2 separate regions of the Pan troglodytes genome follow, and region 1 is linked to region 2. Evidence: chromatin contacts called from public Hi-C data. All regions are on one chromosome and are shown on one strand. Each heading gives the region's core, a stretch centred on a gene start, on an enhancer-like site or on the middle of the called end of the contact. The rest is flanking DNA. Distances are from core to core; before and after follow the strand shown. Region 1 overlaps MGRN1 (mahogunin ring finger 1). Region 2 overlaps CDIP1 (cell death inducing p53 target 1).

The links. A called contact is a pair of places that touch in the nucleus more often than the background predicts.
Region 1: a contact with region 2 is called in a Hi-C map of induced pluripotent stem cells, with 2.1 times the contacts expected there. The contact joins two enhancer-like sites. A contact is called at or near these places in 2 of 7 Hi-C or Micro-C datasets (induced pluripotent stem cells and stem cell-derived neural progenitor cells).

What each region holds. Positions count from the first base shown.
Region 1 is chr18:7,321,196-7,328,249 of NHGRI_mPanTro3-v2.0_pri, forward strand. MGRN1 (mahogunin ring finger 1) reads left to right here. Exons shown (of 17, transcript XM_024349741.3): 10 at 175-334; 11 at 3,779-3,888; 12 at 6,326-6,391. Among named protein-coding and RNA genes, the nearest start is that of NUDT16L1, 16 kb to the right of the region's middle. Within about 2 kb of position 2,561, at least 3 of the 24 cell types and tissues checked have an H3K27ac peak or open chromatin away from gene starts, as enhancers often do. A contact at or near this core is called in induced pluripotent stem cells, where this site is marked.
Region 2 is chr18:7,158,842-7,165,751 of NHGRI_mPanTro3-v2.0_pri, forward strand. It overlaps CDIP1 (cell death inducing p53 target 1), which reads right to left. Exons shown (of 6, transcript NM_001243097.3): 2 at 4,938-5,027; 3 at 4,409-4,507; 4 at 4,059-4,214; 5 at 3,154-3,427; 6 at 1,039-3,046. The coding sequence starts at 4,493. The coding sequence ends at 2,935. It overlaps HMOX2 (heme oxygenase 2), which reads left to right. Exons shown (of 6, transcript XM_001168788.7): 6 at 1-271. The coding sequence ends at 125. Among named protein-coding and RNA genes, the nearest start is that of CDIP1, 26 kb to the right of the region's middle. Within about 2 kb of position 2,045, at least 7 of the 24 cell types and tissues checked have an H3K27ac peak or open chromatin away from gene starts, as enhancers often do. A contact at or near this core is called in induced pluripotent stem cells, where this site is marked.

The DNA.
Region 1 (7,054 bases), core at 1,311-3,810, 160 kb after region 2:
GATTTGAGCCTGGTGATTCTGCTCTGGGGCAACCTCCCCCTGCCCTCTGGACTTCTCTTTGTCATGACAGCCCCCAGGGTAGGGTGGAGTGGGGTGGGACAGCTGGGGACAGGAAGCAGGAGCCGTGCTCTGGCCTTTGGGAGGCTGCTGACCCACAAGCCCTTGTACCGGCAGCCCTCGGATGACGAGAACAGCGACAACAGCAACGAGTGTGTGGTGTGCCTGTCCGACCTGCGGGACACGCTGATCCTGCCCTGCCGCCACCTGTGCCTCTGTACCTCCTGCGCCGACACGCTGCGCTACCAGGCCAACAACTGCCCCATCTGCCGGCTGCGTGAGTTCCCTGGCCGGCTGTTTGGTGGAAGGTTCCGGAAATTAGGGACTGGCCACACCACGGTGGTCCTGGGCTAGGGGGACACGGGTCCCTTGATGGCTAAGAAAGAAGAGTTGTCATTCATCTAGTCTGTGCTGAACGTGGGCGTGTTGGCTGTCGGAGTCGATCACCGTGAGAGCTGGCAGGGACGCTAGCACGGGGCATTCAGATCTTCACGTCTGCCTCCAGCCAGACAAGGCTTGCAGAACAAAGGGCTACAGAGGCGCTCCAGGGCAGATGAACTGAACGAAAATTGATCAGTGAATGAAATCTTTATTCTTGTTTTATTTTTATTATTTTTTGTTTGAGACAGTTTCGTGCTGTCGCCCAGGCTGGAGTTCAGTAGCGAGTTCTCAGCTTACTGTAACCTCTGCCTCCTGAGTTCAAGCAATTCTCCTGTCTCAGCCTCCCTAGTAGCTGGGATTGCAGGCAACTGCCACCATGGCCAGCTAATATTTTACTTTTAGTAGAGATGGGGTTTTGCCATGTTGGCCAGGCTGGTCTTGAACTCCTGGCCTCAAGTAATCTGCCTGCCTCAGCCTCTCAAAGTGCTGGTGTTACAGGCGTGAGCCACCATGCCTGGCTATTTTATTTTATTTTTTTTGAGATAGAGTCTCGCTCTGTCACCCAGGCTGGAGTGCAGTGTTGCAATCTCAGCTCACTGCAACCTCCGCCTCCCGGGTTTAAGCGATTCTCCTGCCTCAGCCTCCTGAGTAGATGGGATTACAGCCCTGCACCACCATGCCTGGCTAATTTTTGTGTTTTAAGTAGAGATGGGGTTTCACCATGTTGGTCAGGCTGGTCTGGAACTCCTGACCTCGTGATCTGCCCGCCTTGGCCTCCCAAAGTGCTGGAATTACAAGCGTGAGCCACCGCTTTTTAATTAATTACTTACTTTATTTATTTATTTTGAGACAGAGTCTTAACTCTGTTGCCTAGGCTGGAGTACAGTGGCAGGATCTTGGCTCACTGTAACCTCTGCCTCCCAGGTTCAAATGATTCTTGTGACTCAGCCTCCTGAGTTGCTGGGATTACAGGCGTGTGCCATCATGCCCGGCTATTTTGTGTATTTTTAGTAGAGATGGGGTTTTACATTGTTGCCCAGTCTGGTCCGAAGCTCCTGACCTCAAGTGATCTGCCTGCCTTGGCCTCCCAAAGTGCTGGGATTACAGGCAGAGCCACAGGGCCCGGCCTTGTTTTTAAAATTTTTTTTGTAGAGACAGGGTCTTGTTATGTTGCCCAGCCTCGTCTCAAACTCTTGGGGTTAAGTGGTCCTCGTGCCTCCTAAAGTGTTGGGATTATGGGCATGAGCCACCATGGCCAGCTCAGATCTTTATTTTAAAGGTAAAATAGAAAATATTTCAATAAATTTTTAGCATAACGCTGGTTGCAGATCACACCTATAATCCCAGCACTTTGGGAGGTCAAGGCAGGAGGATCGCTTGAGCCCAAGAGTTCGAGACCAGCCTGGGCAACATGGCGAAACCCCATCTGTACAAAAAGTTAAAAGTTAGCCAGATGTGTTGGCTATAGTACCAGTGACTTGGAAGGCTGAGGCGGGAGGATCGGCTGAGCCTGGGAGGTTGAGGGTGCAGTGAGCTGTGATTGTGCCACCACTGCACCCCCGCCTGAGAGACAGGGGAAGACCCTGTTTCGAAAAAAAAAAAAAAAATTATAGCGAGGTGAAAACAAAGTATGCTGGGTAGAAAATTGACCAAGGAATTAAATTGGGTTTTCTAGAGCATTCCAGACATTTCCTCAGTGAAAAGCCGTCTCGTAGGGCCCCGTTCTGAGTGTCTTCCAGTAGAGGGAACAACCTGAATGTTCTCAGGGTGAAAAAACGACCAGGTCAAAGTGCGCATCCCACTGGCAGGCCCTTGCCCTGGATCCTGGAATCCCTGGCCTGGGTCCTGGCGGTGGGGCCGGAGCATAGTTGGGGATTTGCCTGCGCAGCTGCAGGACACATGCGCTTAGTAGGCCAGCAGACCTCCAAGCCGGGCGTGGGGCTGTGCGAGGACGCTGGTCTGTGCAGTCAGGCCATGGGGTCACTGATGTGTCCAGTTCCCAGGAGTAAGTGAAGAGGCTGCTGGGGCCTGGAGGGAGAGGCCGGCCGCCCAGCCTGTGGCAGATCCTGTAGCAGGGAGGGCCGGCCCAGGCTGTCTGTCGGCCTCTGGCCTCTCCTGTCTGAAAGCCACAGAGTTGCGGGGGCAGGGACCAGGAAGTGGGGGCAGGGGTGGGCTCTCTAGGAAGGTTCTCTGTGCCTGCCCAGGAGGCAGGCAGTGTTGAGGACTGAGCCTCAGGGAGGCTGTGTGGCTGGAGATACAGCAGGGCTGCTTTCCAGGGAGGGTGCCCTGAACCGAGTCCAATTCTGGAATCTTCAGGTGTGTGGGGTCGGTGGGTCGGGGCCATCAGACTGGAGTTCAGAGCTCCCGTGTGGCTTTTAGCCTCAAGGACGTGGCGGTAGAGGGGCCCCTCCCAGGCGGCCGAGGGCAGAGCCTGCTATTCTCAGTAGAAATTGACACAGAGGAGGCCTGAGGCCCTGTCCCTGGGCTGACGGCAGATGCTCTCTCCTGTTTTGGTTTGTTGGAGGTGGCTAGTTTGGTTTGGTGGTTTGGTGGTTCGGTTTCCTGGCCTGCACACGTCACTAAAGGTGTCTCAGGAACATTCTACAGCAGCCTGTGGGGCCCTTGTGTGAACAGGACTGGCCCTGTGGGATGACAGGGCATCCTAGGTCCTGATTTATCTTCTCTGCTCCCAGTGGCTGTTGTCTGTGCCCCTCAGCTTCCCCAGCGTGACGTTTTTGCCTCAGTTTCCCCGGCGTGAGTCCCCACTTCAGCTTCCTCAGCATGATGTCCTTGCCTCAGTTTCCACAGCATGACATCCCCACCTCAGCTTCCCCAGTGTGATGTCCCCGCCTGCCATCCTGTCCTGCAGCCAAGAGCTCCTCTGGGCTCAGCCAGGACTACTGATTTGCAGTCACGTCCTGTCTCGGGTGCAGCCTGGAGCTTCAGGGGTGTGATGCTTTGGGGGTCATGGCCACCAGCCTCTTGGAAACACCCTCTGGAGCCCCGCCTTGGGCAGCACTGCATGGCCTTGCTGTGTTTCCTGCCCGGGGCCATTTCATTAATACTGTGTTTGCGGGAGTTCTGTCTCTCGTCTTTGGAGCCCCCTCTCCCTCTATTTCTGTAAAGGGAGCTACTTCTTTCTTTCTTCCCCCATCTTTCCTGCCTATTAAATTCCTGCTCCTTAAAACTAAAAGAAAAAAAAAGACCGTTGTGATCTGGAAGCGGGGTCACCCCAGGACCCCTATGGTGTATGGGGGGGTGTTGATCCCTGGGGCTTGGAGGGTCCCCTCGGGGCTGGGTGTGTCGCCTGGGCCTGATCTGAGCCCTCCTTCTGCCGCAGCGTTCCGGGCCCTCCTGCAGATCCGGGCGGTGCGGAAGAAGCCAGGAGCCCTGTCCCCCGTGTCCTTCAGCCCCGTCCTGGCCCAGAGCCTGGAGCATGATGAGCACTCTGTAAGTGCCGCCTCCTGCCTGCGGGATGGGCGGGAGAGGGGCATGAGTGCCTGGGCCAGGCTCAAGGCCCAGACGGTCCAGCCAGCAGCCCCGTGTTCTCTTCTGTCCAGTGGGCAGGCATGGCCCCCATGGATGGCTGTGAGGCATGAAGGGGGTGGCCAGGCTGGGCCCTGGGGTGCCGCTGCTGGGAACAGCGCTGCTGCCATCAGTACCAGAGCCTGCCACAGGGCTGAGCGCGGTCGAGGTCTCGGTGGAGCCAGGTGCTTTTTTTTTTTTTTTTTTCTTTTTGAGGCAGGGTCTCGGTCTGTCACCGAGGCTGGTGTGCACCCAAAGTGGTGCAATGTCAGCTCACTGCAGCCTCGACCTCCCGCCTCAAGCAATTCCCCCATTTCAGCCTCCCAAGACGCTGTGACCACGGGCGTGTACCACCACGCCGAGCTAATGTTTTGTATTTTTAGTAAGGTGGGGTTTCCCATGTTGCCCAGGCTGGTCTCAAACTCTTGGGCTCAAGTGCTAGTCCTGCCTCAGCCTCCCAAAGTCCTGGGATTACAGGCCTGAGCCACCGCCTCCACCCCGTGGTTCTTAGTGAATGAGCCATGCTGTTTCCCCCATGAGCTGCTGTGCAAGGGGCACTGGTGACTCTCCTCCCACGCTCCAGGCCCACCAGGCTCCCTCAGTGGGGACCTTAAGGGCAGACCCTGCTTCAGCAACACAAGGGAGGTGGAACCCTGGCTTCAAGGACCCAAAGAGAGACAGAGACATGGAGAGAGATGCACAGAGAAACACAGAGACAGGGCGAGAGAGAGGTGGAGAGACACAGGGAGAGGCAGAGACAAATGTGGAGAGACACAGAGACAGGATGAGAGAGATGTGGAGAGACAAAGGGAGAGACAGAGAAAGATGTGGAGAGACATAGGGAGAGACTGATGGAGAGATAGGAAGAGACAGACAGATGTGGAGAGACGGAGAGACAGATGTGGAGAGACACAGGGAGAGACAGAGACGGGGATGGGTGGCAGGGGCTGTGGTGGGCAGGGAGCAGAATGGGGGAGTTGGACAGTGACTGGTTGGGCCCGGGTCTTAGGCCCCCTGCTCCCCACTGGCCATGCGCATTGTCCGATTGAGTGCCTTTCTTGGCTCTTAGCTGTGGCTGTTATGAGCCGTTGGTTCTTCCAGGCTCTGCTGCCTCTCTAAACAGAAAAGAGGAGCAGAGCCCTGAGGACTGGCGTTCACAGACAGCGCCTTTGCTCTAGAAGGCTCCTCGCAAGCCCCCTTGATCAGGGCCTTGACCTGGGCCCTATGGGCCTCCCTGGCAGCAGGTGCAATGTTTCTGAAATGGGGTCAATGTTTAAAAGTCTGGAATTTCCCTTAAAACCCAGATTTTGGGTTGGTCTTTTAAAATCTGACATGGTCTTGATGCTAGAGGAGAAACATGGCTTGGGGGTCCCTGTCAACCCAGGCCCTCTAGGCCCCTGCCATCGTGGGGCTCCTGGCACCACGCTCTCCAGCACTTTTGATGTTGGCTTTGATTCGGAAACGCTGCGTGTGCTCAGGTTTTTGGTGGAGAGAGAAGCAGCCCCTGAGGGATTTGCCTCTGAGAGGGTTTCACCTAGGGAGTGATCCATGCTCAGGCGTGGCTAGGTTTATTGTCACTTGTTTTTGCCCCTCCCTGTTTGTGTTCTGGTGGCTGAGGGTCCAGTAGGTCCCTCCATGTTTGTCCCTCTTATGCTGAGTGAGCTGGGTGGCCGGGGTCCGAGGTGTGACCAGGCAGCTCTGACCTCCACATGCCCCCAGGGCTGGCATCCAGCCAGGGAGCCGCCGTCCTCTCTGCATGGAGCAAAAGCAAACGCTCCTCCTCACCTGCCAGGTTCCTGTTGGAGCCTCTTCCACGTAGTGACAGAAAGAGCCACCATGGGTGTTCTCTCCAGCGAGTCCCTAAAGATGATGGTGGGGTGGGTGGGTCTGGGGCTGACTCTTCTCCCCAGCCCTCTTGAGGGGTTCATGGTTGGTGATAAGTGAGCGGCCGTGCCTGGGCACCGGCTGGCTGGGGGACTTTGACCAGGGTGGTTTCAGGATCTCCGCCCTGCACCCAGCCTGCATTAGGCAGCGTTCAGCTGCCCTCAGGTCCACCTTGGCCAAATCTGTTGCCCCAGGTGACCCAGACTGCGGGGGGACAGGCAATGGGGATGAGATTGGGCTCCACAGCCTCCCCACTGCAGCAGCTCAGCTCCTGGGAGCTGCCGAGACGCACTCATGGCCCACCCAGACCCGAGTCAACCCTCACTTAGGACAGTCCCGAGATTCACGCCCACTGGAAGCTTGTGAAGTTCTGGGCCACGGTGTGGCAAGAGGACAGCCAGTCAGAGAGACCTGTCCAGCCCACTCCAGGGCCACATGGGGGTGGTAGTTGTAAAACATATGATTTTTATCTTGACAGTGTCCCTTTAAAAAATCAAAGCCGCACCCCGCCTCCCTGGCCAGCAAGAAACCTAAAAGGGAAACAGTAAGTGTCTGGTCCTCCGGCTACGTTTTTTTGCCCCTGCCCTCATTTTTAAACCCACGACAAGTAGGGGACATCGTTTCCGCCCCAGGCTAGTGTCTGATTCATATAACCTGTCAGCTCCACTTTCCCAGTCCCGGCCTCCCTGCCCAGGGAGTTTGTGGAACCGGAAAAGCTCTCGGTCCGTGGGCGAAACGCCAGGTGCGCTGGCCCCGCCGCCCTCCCCTCAGCTTTGCCTCCACCCCGCGTGGCCCCCGTGCCGTTTCCCTTTTTTTTCTTGCTGGCAGTGGAATGGACGTTGCAGGCGGAACTAACGTCGCTGCTGCGTTTTGCAATCGCGCCCCGCGCATGCTTCTTGGCCCCGTGTCCCGCTCCTTTACCCTGCGGGTTCGAGCTCCTTGGGCTGAGCTCTTTGGTTTCCTTGGGCTTTCCTTGTGCCCCAGGGAGCAGGCAGGGGGACCAGCACACAACCACCTGGAGCCTCCGTGGCCCAGGCAGACCCAGCCGAAACCCTGTGTGCGTTGGTGTAGAAGGTGGAGGCCACTCTGGAGCCACCCGGACCGTGTTTTCCTTTCTAGAGGGGTGAGGGGATTCTGTGTGGTTATTTACCCTTAACTTGGAGGCAGGTATGGGAGCAAATGTGGGGTACACAGAGGTCCAGAAAAG
Region 2 (6,910 bases), core at 795-3,294:
CCCTGGAGGGCAGCAGCTGTCCCTTCCGAACAGCTATGGCTGTGCTGAGGAAGCCCAGCCTCCAGTTCATCCTGGCCGCTGGTGTGGCCCTAGCTGCTGGACTCTTGGCCTGGTACTACATGTGAAGGACCCATCATGCCACACCGGTACCCTCCTCCCGACTGACCACTGGCCTACCCCTTTCTCCAGCCCTGACTAAACTACCACCTCAGGTGACTTTTTAAAAAATGCTGGGTTTAAGAAAGGCAACCAATAAAAGCCAGATGCTAGAGCCTCTGCCTGACAGCATCCTCTCTATGGGCCATATTCCGCACTGGGCACAGGCTGTCACCCTGGGAGCAGTCGGCACAGTGCAGCAGGCCTGGCCCCCGACCCAGCTCTACTCCAGGCTTCCACACTTCTGGGCCCTAGGCTGCTTCCGGTAGTCCCCGTTTTTGCAGTACATGGGTGACTATCTCCCCTGTTGGAGGTGAGTGGCCTGTAAGCCCAAGCTGTGGGAGGGGGCCTTGCTGGATGCTGCTGTACAACTTCTGGTCCTCTCTTGGACCCTGGGAGTGAGGGTGGGTGTGGGTGGAAGCCTCAGAGGCCTTGGGAGCTCATCCCTCTCACCCAGAATCCCTCTAACCCCTTGGGTGCGGTTTGCTCAGCCCCAGCTTATCTCCTCCGCGCTGTGTAAATGCTCCAGCACTCAATAGTGGGCTTTGCAAGCTACCTCCTTCCCTGCCTCCTGGCACCGGGTGGGTCAAGCCACCTCCCCATAGGAGAGTCCCTCAGAAGCAAGGGCATGTTATGTCTGTGTGGGGAGTGGACATCGTCCATCATGGCTCCCAGCAGCCACCTCCTGCTCTTGGTCTACTCTCCAGCACCTCTAGTCTCCAAAGCAAAGTCACTCTAACCGTCTTGCAAAGATCTTTAAAGTGTATCCAGCACTGCTATTTTTTAGCTCAGAAATACCTTAGAGGTTTCCTACTTAAAAGGTTTTTTTAAAATATATATATATATTTAAAAATAAGGGTTTTAAAAAAGCACATATTTGTATTTAAACAATTCATTCTCTAAAAGAGAAACGTGAACTTAAATAATTTTATTAATAGGAATCTACTACCTGTAAAAGTTTTATTTCAAAAAGGGTTAAAAAGTAGGGAAACTCTTTAAACTACTGACCAAGACTGCCACCTTCATAATTCAGATGAGTTAGTGCAGAGATGGCCAGGGCCAGAGGTGGCCCAGAACCTGCGTGTGCAGACTGCGCTCTGTTAGTCTTCTGCCTGTCAGCCTCGGCCGAGTCTGTCTTGCTTAAGGGTGCGCCTCCCCAGGGCTGGATGATGCTGTGCTCAAGCCTGCGGGTAGGAGGGCTCCAGCTTGCAGATCCCATGCGTGGATGCCATATATAGATGGTTGAAACCAGCATCAGAGGAAGGAAGGTGACCTTACAGCCACTGCCGAGACCAACGTGTGCCCTGGCCCAGTCACAGCTGGAAATCCCAGGGCTGGTCTACACCCGACTCTGGTTTCGTTTAATTAGGTCCTTACGTGTTGGTGTTGTCCCAGGCAGTTGGCATGGCATCAGCACTGAGGGTGTGAGACCCTGAGGACTCAGCCTCCCGTCCTGCCAGTAGACTGCCTGCAGCCCCACCCTCTTTCCCTCAAAAAAGAAGGAAGCCAGGCAAGAGAGCAGAGGCCCAGGGCGGGGGAGTGAAAGGGCCAATTTAATGAGAAACTACAAACTGAGACTGGGCCACGATTCACAGTGACAGGAGGCCATGCAGTGGCAGTGCGAGACCAGGAAGGACAGTGGCAGGATACAGCGGTCCAGGTGAGCAAGTTCACAAACCATTCAGGAAATAAAGACAGGGCGAGGCTGGTGTCCACCAAGGCAGTTCTACCACTTGTGGCTGCTCCTTCCTCGTCCCTAGCCCAGTGTGCCTGCAGGAGCAGGTGTGAGCAGGCACAGCAACAGCCTGTCAGCTGGGGCGAGGGGCCTGGCACTTACAGGGAAGAAAATCCATGGAGAAGGCTCTGCACATCCAAGCGCACCCACAAGGGGGACCCTCTGCCATCTCTTGCCCAGTTGGGACACACCAGCCACCAGGCAGAGGTCATACCCACACGCAGTGAGGACACAGGGCAGACGGGAAGGGGCTAGGCTCAGGGGCTCCTTCCGGCCCCAGCAATACAGGGTTCACAGAGGCATGGCCTGAAAGGGGGTCTGCACACTGACTCAAAGGGACAAGTTCCTTCTTAGCTACCAGGGTCTGATCATTCACCCAGGTACAGTGTCCTCTCTACCTGACACCAGGCAGCTCTCGGGCACTGGGACAGGGTATTAGACATCCTGGGCTTCTATACCTGAGAGTTCTGAGGGCCAGAGTTGGCAGTTTTACTTCCAGCCACCATGCCCCACCTCTAGCACCCCAGAGGCGCAATGTACCCAGAAACAAACCCAGGCTTTGTGACCCTGTCCTACGTGGGCCCACCTGACTCCAGACAACTTACCCATTCTCGGCCCAGCAGGTCAGAAACGCCTGTGGCCACAGGCCTGGGGACTAACTGGCTACTGCTCTGGCTGCTGTTGGTCCCAGGGGGAAAGAGTCTGGACTGAACCTGTACCTTGTTTGGAAACAGAGGAATCAGGACCCCAGCAGGAGACCCCTCCCAGCTTATCTTCCCGATCACACACACCAAGCAGACCAACAACACACAAGCTCATTGCCAGCCCCCTGCCACCCACTGACCCTTGGCCTTAAATCCCAACAGAATTTTTGCCAGAAGAGTCAGCTGCTCAGGTAGGGCAGGGTGAAGAGGACAGGACTTCTAGGGGATGGTGGCACGGCTCCCAGCCCCAAGTGGGAGCGGGAAAGTGACCACTGAGCGCAGGGAGCAAAGCACAGGGGGCCAGACTGACAGGCAGGGGAGTCCCGAGTCCCAGCTCCGTTAGCACAGGCGCTTGTACGTGTAGATGTAGGCTTTGCAGCTGGGGCATGTGTGCGTCACATCCTTGAAGTCATTGATGAGGCAGGGGATCAGGCAGCAGCCCAGATCACATCTGAATCAGAGACAGGGAAGAACAGGCTGAGGCCTGCTGCGGAGGAGGCAGAGGCAGCCAGTTGACCCTGGTGCAGCCCCCACCCTACCAATGCCCACACCACCTACCCCATGAAGCAACAGAAGAAACCCAGCACGAAATTCATCAAGCCAATCTCGTAGGAGATCTTGGTGGTGATGGCCTGCTGGCAGTGGGGACACACCGTCTGCACAGGCGCTCCCTCAAAGATCTCTCCCTGCAGCACTGTCACCGTGGTGGCAGCTCCTGAAGGGACCAGGACTGTGGCTGTGTGGCCCCCAGGGCCAGGGTAGGGCCCTGGCGTGTAGGGCCCTGGGGGGTAGTAGCCCATGGGTGGGTGGGGGCCTGGAGGAGGGTAGAAACCTGGAATGGCACAGAAGATGGAGGCGAGAGGTCACTGGCCTGCCACCTGCACCAGACAAAGAGATTGGCGCAAAGCCCCACGGTCCACAGCGCCCAGCGTGCAAGGCTACGCCTCAGACTTCCTACCGCCCTCCTAATGGGCCAGTGGGAGGCCTTACAGCTGGGGCCCTAAGTCAAGTGGGGCCACATTCTCCCAGCCCTTCCTGGTCCCCACCCCTTGGGGCCCATGACAGATGTGGCAGAGAGCCAGGCACATGGCCCGGTCCCTCTGCTCCTCTGTCTGTCTCCAGCATGCAAGGACAGGGCACTCAGCCTCAAGCCCATGACCAAGGGAGGGAAAGCCTTGCGGGTCACCCACCCCTCTGCTGCACACAAGGCGCCCCTCCCCACCCATGTCAGGTCCTGGTGTGCCAAGGACCAGCCCTTCCTGACCAGCCTGAATAAGAGCAGTCCCACCTTCCCACGTCCACAGTCCCTGTCCACACACAGCCTGAGCCCTAGGCAAGGGCTGGTTGGGCGTGTTGGAGTCCCTGCCCTACAGCAGATGCCCACCTGTACTGAGGACAGCCAGCGCAGGCCAGACAGCAGCCAGGAGTTCCCCATGCTCCCCTCAGATCCCTTCCCCACTCACCCGGAGGCATGTAGGTGCCATCTGCACTCATGTGTGGGGGGATGAAGCCAGGCTGGGGCATTGGGTGACCCGGCGGCTCATAGGGTGGGGGGCCAATGTCCGCAGGGGGCAGTGGCATGCCTGGAGGGGGCTGCATCACAGCTGGGGAGGAACGGCCTGGACAGAGAGAGGCAGAAAGAGGAGACTGAGCTGGAGCCTCTGCACGATGAGCTGGACCAGAGGCCACTGTTTTGGGACACAGATGGAGCCCAGGGGTAACCCTGGAGTGGGCATCACCACTTAGAGAGTCCCAACCATGCCATGGGGGCAGGGGGCTGCAATATGGAGCCTCAGGAACAGTGACCCCCTACCTGGGGTGGGCGGGGCTCCACTTTTCTCTTCCAGAAGTGGGGCTGTGGGGCCCCCAGGATAAGGAGGGGGAGGCTCGTTGGACATCTTCGCTGCTTCTCCTGGACATGGAGGGAAAACCCAGACATGAACTAAGCTCCCAGCCAGGTTCCTTCTCCTTCAGCCCTGGGGGGTGGCCAAGATGCTGCACAAGGCGTGTGACCATCCTCAGAAGGGTCTGCCTCCAGGCACTGGGGATCCCCCACCTTTCCCAGGGCCACCTAGCCCAGAGCCACCATCCTCACCTCTCAGTAGTCACCTGCTCTTCCCTGTTTGGAAGCTGGAGGGCAAGGACAGAACCCAGGAAGCAGGGCCCAGTGAGGTAAAGTCCCCCAAGGAGCCTAACTCAGCAATTGCCCCACACGAGAGCAGTTTGGCACCGAGCTCTCCCCTCCCCAAACGTTTAGCGGGCACTAAGGCAGTCGGAGGAGACACTGGATCGATCTCTGCCACAGGCTGCACTGGGAATGGGGATTCTGGGGGATTTCTTACCTCAAATCCGTGCTACCCAGAGAAGGGAGGCAGGTGAGGCTCCTTCAGCTGCTGGCCTGGATGGACAGGGAACAGGCAGGGCTCCGGGAGCTGTTTCAGGGGAAGGAAAGGCAGGGCCCTCAGCAGGGAGCAAGGGCTGCCAAGCCAGGGCTGGGCCCAGGGGCCTGGGCATACCACACAGTTCCTCCCCTTCCACATCAGGCTTCTCCCTAGCTGTCACTCTGTGCCATCCACACACCCGACCACCCCTCCATTCCTCGGTCCTGTCACAGGTCTGCTTCCTCCCTCCCCCAAGACTGTTGGCACCCAAGGGCCACGGCTGGGCCCTCTGCATCCCCTCCCACCAGGCCTGAGCTCCCATGCATGAGGACTGCCAGGCAAGCTGTGCTCTGGCCTGTGCCCTTCTGGTTTGTTTGTTGAGGTGGGGGTCGGGGGAAGATGAGTCAAGTGAAATCTTTTCCCTCATTTCTGTCACCAAACTCTCTGAGCACAGCTCAGAAAGGTGGGAAGCTTTTGCTCTTACTTAGCATCATAAAGGACTTGGGAAGTGGGGTTCAGTTACCTTAGCTAAAAGTAATAAAATGAGACAAAAATCAGTTTCAGTGGAACAAAAAATACAGGGAAAGGAGTGTTTCCCAGACAGCCCAGCACCTGCAGGGGATGGAGGGCACATAAGTTTGAATATAAAGTTTAACAAATCAGGGGCAGGGCCAGAGGAACCAAGTCCAAGCTCTTGGGTTCAACTATAAAGTACCATGGAAGTTTGAAAACTGAAAGGGATCAAAAAGCTGTTAGAAGAAAATGCAGGCATCAATCTTTATGACCTTCGATTAGGCAGTGGTTTCTTAGATATGACACCAAAAGCAAAGCAACAAAAGAAAGAAAACTTAAAGTGGATGTCATCAGAATGAAAAACTCTTGTGCTTCAAAGGATACCATCACATTTTATAATTCATAGATCTGATAAAGGACTTGTATTAAGAAATACAAAGAACTCAACTCAATAACAGAAAGACAACCCAATTTTTAAAAGGATTTGAACAAAGACTTCTCAAAAGACAAATGGCCAAAAGCACATGAAAAACTACTGAGCATCTTTTCATAAGGGAAATGAAAACCAAAACCACAAGGAGACCATTTCCTATCTACTAGGATGGCTAAAATTTAAAAAGACAGTAATAGGCATTATGTAGAAAAACTGGAACCCTCATACACTGCTGGTAGGGGACAGCCCCTGCAAACCTTTTGAAGAACTGCCAGCCCCTGTTCCCCTTTTGAGGAACAGTCTGGCAGTTCCTCAAAAGGTTAAACCTAGAGTTACCAGATGACCCAGCAATTCCACCCCTAGTTATCTGCCCAAAAGAAATGAAAACCTGTCTACACAGAAATTTGTACACAAATGTTCACAACAGCATGAATCATAATAGCCAAAAAGTGGAAACAACCCAAATGTCCATCAACAAAGTGGATAAACAAAACCGTAGGCTGCCCAGACAATGGAAGACGATTGGGCTATAAAAAGGAAGGAAGCACTGACACCCTACAGCATGAACTCTGAAAACATGCTTGGTGAGAGAAGCCAGACACAAAAGGCCACATACTGTATGATTTCACTTATATGAAATGTCCCCAATAGGCAAACCCATAGAAATGGAAAGTACATTAGTAGCTGTTTAGGTCTGGGGGAGAGGGGAAATGGGGAACATGGAATCTCCTTCTGGGGTAACGAAGATGCTCTGAAACCGATTGTAGCAACAGTTGAACAATTCTGTGAATATACTAAAAACCACTGAATTGTACACTTTAAATGGGTGAATTGAATGGTACATAAATTATGTCAATAAAACTTATTTTAAAAAAAAATGAGGGAAAAGAAAATTAGTCCTACTGCAGCCCATCTCCACATGTCCCTGCTGGTCTGTATACACAGGCACCTGTACCTTTTGGTTTTGTTTTGTAGAGACGGGGGTCTC